Regions from separate parts of the Mus musculus genome. Here region 2 is linked to region 1. A link is a contact called in public Micro-C data. All regions are on one chromosome and are shown on one strand. Each heading gives the region's core, a stretch centred on a gene start, on an enhancer-like site or on the middle of the called end of the contact. The rest is flanking DNA. Distances are from core to core; before and after follow the strand shown.

Evidence for each region. A called contact is a pair of places that touch in the nucleus more often than the background predicts.
Region 2: a Micro-C map of embryonic stem cells shows a contact between it and region 1, with 8 times the contacts expected there. The contact joins the promoter of Neurog2 here to the promoter of Alx3 in region 1. A contact is called at or near these places in 2 of 39 promoter capture datasets (cranial neural crest and second pharyngeal arch cranial neural crest) and 1 of 484 Hi-C or Micro-C datasets (embryonic stem cells).

What each region holds. Positions count from the first base shown.
Region 1 is chr3:107,593,727-107,596,299 of GRCm38.p6, forward strand. Alx3 (aristaless-like homeobox 3) reads left to right here and starts at 1,305. Exons shown (of 4, transcript NM_007441.3): 1 at 1,305-1,726. The coding sequence starts at 1,450.
Region 2 is chr3:127,631,837-127,634,409 of GRCm38.p6, forward strand. Neurog2 (neurogenin 2) reads left to right here and starts at 1,300. Exons shown (of 2, transcript NM_009718.3): 1 at 1,300-1,621; 2 at 1,892-2,573. The coding sequence starts at 1,893.

The sequences.
Region 1 (2,573 bases), core at 55-2,554:
TCTGCCTAGCCTGCAGTCTGTGATTAGGGGCCCTAATGGCCATAATGCCTCCAATGTGGTGTTTAAGCCAATAAGGCTTCAGAAAAGTTACGGTATGTTTAATAATGGCTTAATGACTCCTTGTGAGATGCAAGGCTTCTGGTTCCTGTTTGGCCTTGATTTACAGCCCAACTCTGGCTGAGGACAGCCAAGAAACCTCCTCTAAGCCTCCAACGGAAGAGGGAGGTGTTCACACCAGGCCTCTTAGATTCCTTTTAAAAATGAGAATTCAAATAGAATACAAATGATGTTTGACTCCCTGCCCCTCTCGCTAATCTCCAGGGGTCCTAAAAATATAAATGTTTTAACCCGGACCTAAGGGATCTTTAAGCTCGGGTCCAAAGGACCTCTGGTATTTCTTCCCAGATCTTAGGCACAGTAAGGATTATTCAGTTTCAGAAAGGCTAAGCTATACCCTAATCCTAGGCTTCCTTTGGGTCGAGGAGACTCACCTTTGGGAGATGCAATCCTACCCTCGCTATGTCTAAAATAGCAAGCCTGAAGCAGTTAATTTGCAGTGGATCTGAGTGACATTCAGTTTATGCTGCTCAGAAGGACAATGACCCTTCTGCTCTTCCATAGCTGACCCAAAAAGCTACCTGGGCAGACCACTGTGAAACCTAGAGATCTCTCTGTCTGTTTTGGCCTGCCTGGGCTTTGGAACTCACCACCAAATGTAGATGGACCACAGTCAGCTGAAAACGCTAAGTGAGAGGTTCAAATCACAGATAATCAATGACAGTATTGAGGCCCAAGCTCCCAAGCCCCCTGCTGTTTCCACAGCATCCAGTCTCTAGGATGTCCAGGCAAAACAAGTGTCTAAGGGAGATGCCCTTGCTTTTTTCCAGCTACCAGCAAAAATAAACCGAGCAAGGTGAAGGGGAAACTCTACCACAGTAGAGGCCTCTCTTCTCAGACTGATGTCAGATCAGGCCTCAAAGAGAATGTTGGAGGAGGGATGGGGGAGGGTGCGGGGGTGGGGAGGATGTCTGCCCTCACCGTTTCACCTCCCCAGGGCCAAGAGCCACTAAGATGGATATCAGGACTTGAGGGTGCAGCTCAGAGCCAAGGACTCACCCGACTGCTAGACAAAAGGGATCCTGCCCTCGAAAGGAAGCAGCTTCCCTCTCTTCTCTTCCAACTGCTTGTGATACCAGACTCGGGGTGAATGGGGTGGGGTGGGGGTGTTCCTGGGCTCCGAGGGGTTAACCCGCACGGGGCCGCACGTGACGTGGATGGTTCCAGCATTAAGTCAGAGGCGCGGCCCCCTCTCCTGCCCCCCACCCCCCGCGGCGCGCGCCGCTCCCGGGGGCTCCGCGCCCCCGAGCCCAGGTCCCTCCCCCTTGGCTCACAGGCCGCGCGGGTTAGCGGGAGCCCCGGAGCTCCGGCGGCCTGTGAGCCCGAGCCGGCATGGACCCCGAGCGCTGCGCGCCTTTCTCCGTGGGGCCGGCGGCCGGTCCTTACGCGGCCGCGGGGGACGAGGCTCCGGGTCCCCAGGGGACTCCCGATGCTGCGCCTCACCTGCACCCCGCGCCACCCCGCGGTCCGCGCCTGAGCCGCTTCCCGGCCTGTGGGCCCCTGGAACCCTACCTCCCAGAGCCCGCCAAGCCGCCCGCCAAGTACCTGCAGGACCTCGGGCCAGGCCCGGTGCTCAACGGCGGCCACTTCTACGAGGGCTCCGCGGAAGGTAACACGCCGGGGGTCGGGGGTGGTGGTGGAACCCCATGTCGTTCTTATCCCCAGCCCTTCCTGGTCTCCCCGACTCTCCCGCTTTCTTGCTTCTTAACTTTGGGTACGTCTCGCATTTTCCACGATTCCCTCGCTAGATCGCTGCTGGCCTGGCCGGACAAGGCCAGGGCATTGGGGACCGCAGAATCGCCTGTGTCCCCGGCCGGCAGAGGCAATGGGAGGCGGGAGGTCAAAGGAGGGTGGAGTAGGGACGATCTTGGGCCCATTCCGACCCCCAAGGTGATTGAACCTGGGAGGAGAGATCGCGCTCATCCGGAGCCGAGCCTCTCTGCCACCGACCCAGAAGAGGGGACTGGGTGGAGGGCCCCGGAGCCTAACTGGGCCCCAAAGCTGGGAGAGAAGAGTTCTGCTTTTGTGCATGGCGCCCGCTGAGGGCGTAGAGGCTGGGCCTCGACTTAGTGGCCAAACTGGACTCAGCGAGGGAAAGGCTGTGTCCTGGACTTACCCAGCTCTCATCCTCGGGCCCAGCCTCTGCAGGAAAAGGTTTTCTGATGCCGTTAAGTCGCTCCGCAGAGTGGCGGTGGCTGCTCCCCCTCAGAACTGGGACTGTCTTCAAGATCAAATAACTATGTTCTTGTTTCTCAGATTAACTTGGCCTCCCCGTCGCCACGGGGATGGCTACCCTTCTTGCAGTTGGCATCTCGGCACCGAATCATCACCGCTGAGCCGTCGGAAGCGGTCCCGAACTATCCTAAATCCCAGGGCGCATCCCACTCCGGGGACCGTGCCCTGTGTGCTAAGGCGGGTCGGACCGTACCATTATCTGAGAATGCGCCTGAGTGGCA
Region 2 (2,573 bases), core at 50-2,549, about 20 Mb after region 1:
CTCTCAAGTCCAGCAGGGAGCTAGAGCTCCTTTCTATTTTTTTTCTCCCCATTGAAAAGGCAGAATTGGGAGGACAGGCCCTATGTCTCAACAACGCCCCCCAGAGCGGAGCAGAGGTCATACAAGTGTCAGAGTGATCCACTCGCTCCTAGGAGCAGTAGCACGCCTGCCTTTGCCACCCACACAGGAAGCCACCTTATAGTATCATCTGGCTCTAACCTGTTGTTGGTACCCATCCCCTTCCGCACCAGAAGCCCCCCAAATTACGTCAAGGCGTGAAGCCTCACTGTGTCTCAGGGAAAATGGGTGTGTCAAGTGAGTGCGTTTATTTTATTTTATTTTATTTTATTTTTTTTTAATGCTCATCAATTGCTCTCCGACCAATTTCCCCTTCTAGGGGACGTCTCTGTGAACTCCTAATGTTTCCCAAACAGTCATAGACACGTTTCTCTAGAACTCAGGCACACTCTCTCACAACGTGCCTCCTGTCTGGCACACGTACGTGACCCCTTCCTTTTCCTAATTAGACTAAGGTGTTTTAAAACCCGTTTTCTAGTTGATACGGCCCCAAAGAGGCTTTGCCGAGACATGGCCGGCAGCACCACCAGGCTGCCTTCTCCGGGATTCTGACTCTCACTAATTCAAGGCTCCGGTCGCCCGCCCGTGAGACCCCGGCTGAGACGGGCGGGACGCGTATGGAGGACTCGGGCGGGAGCAGTAGTCGGGGTGCCCCCCCCCCCCCCCGCCATGGGCCCCCAGCACTCGGGCCCCTAATGAGCTGCTGAAAGGGAGCGGGCTCCGGTGCGCGTGGCTCGCAGGCCTCCCGGAGTCCCGGGAACACTGATTGGCCAGCTGCGCCTCGCGACCTCCTTTCATTAATAAATTAGCGGCACGCTCCAGCCGAGCGCGAGCCACCAATCACAATAGACAGCGGCGGCGACAACAGCCGCAGCTTGAGCCACTGCCGCCGCCGCGGCTTCGGTAGCTTGGGCTGCAGCCTGGAGCGCCAACAGGAGCTTTAGAACCATTTTATGCTGATTAGATAAAGGGGGGACGGAGGGGCGGGGGTGATGGAGGAGGAGGATGGATGGCCAGGCCAGGGGAGGGGGAGAGGGACTAAAGAAAGGGAAAGAAATGAATGATGATAATACGATGAAAAGAATAAGCTGGGGAGGGAGAGCGGGGGACCAGGACAGGCGGAGGAGGAGAGGGCGGGGGAAGGGTAGGTGAGGAGGGGGCCCCGGGGCAGATCTGATTGTTTTCTTGGTGGTATATAAGGGGTTTTAAGGAGAGTCGTGTGCCAGACACGCAGCCACTGAACCACAAGCAGCTCGGCTTTAACTGGAGTGCCTTGGAGTCGCGTGCCAGCAGCCACACGGCCAGGGACTGACTGACAGACAACCACGCACGAGAACGACAACACACGAGACTCGGGCGAGCTGCCGCGGTCGTCCGGGCTCTTGGCAAAGTCGCCCAGCCGAGAGGCCCCCCCGCGGAGGTGCGCCTAGGAAGCGCCAAGCCCGCGGCGCGGAGGACACCGTGCTCGGTTCCGGGCTGCGGGGACATTCCCGGACACACACCGGAGCAGCAGCTGCGCCGCGACACATCTGGAGCCGCGTAGGTAAGTGTGCATGCCGCGGCTCTCCACTTCGCAGGCAGTGTCCCCACGCAGGCTCACGCCGCCCACGCTAACTCCATCGCTCTAGACGCAGTGACTTCTGTGACCGGCAGAAGGTGGCTCGAGCCCGGGGCGCTCCTCCCCAGCTCTGTCCTCGCCATCTTCGCGAATGCACATTGAGGGAGATGGAGGGGGGGGGGGCGGGGCGCGGCGCCAGCGACACTTTACCCTGTCCATTCTGGGAATAAATTTCATCTGCCTCTTCTTTCTCAGGATGTTCGTCAAATCTGAGACTCTGGAGTTGAAGGAGGAAGAGGAGGTACTGATGCTGCTGGGCTCGGCTTCCCCGGCCTCGGCGACCCTGACCCCGATGTCCTCCAGCGCGGACGAGGAGGAGGACGAGGAGCTGCGCCGGCCGGGCTCCGCGCGTGGGCAGCGTGGAGCGGAAGCCGGGCAGGGGGTGCAGGGCAGTCCGGCGTCGGGTGCCGGGGGTTGCCGGCCAGGGCGGCTGCTGGGCCTGATGCACGAGTGCAAGCGTCGCCCGTCGCGCTCACGGGCCGTCTCCCGAGGTGCCAAGACGGCGGAGACGGTGCAGCGCATCAAGAAGACCCGCAGGCTCAAGGCCAACAACCGCGAGCGCAACCGCATGCACAACCTAAACGCCGCGCTGGACGCGCTGCGCGAGGTGCTGCCCACCTTCCCCGAGGATGCCAAGCTCACGAAGATCGAGACGCTGCGCTTCGCCCACAATTACATCTGGGCGCTCACCGAGACTCTGCGCCTGGCGGACCACTGCGCCGGCGCCGGTGGCCTCCAGGGGGCGCTCTTCACGGAGGCGGTGCTCCTGAGCCCGGGAGCTGCGCTCGGCGCCAGCGGGGACAGCCCTTCTCCACCTTCCTCCTGGAGCTGCACCAACAGCCCGGCGTCATCCTCCAACTCCACGTCCCCATACAGC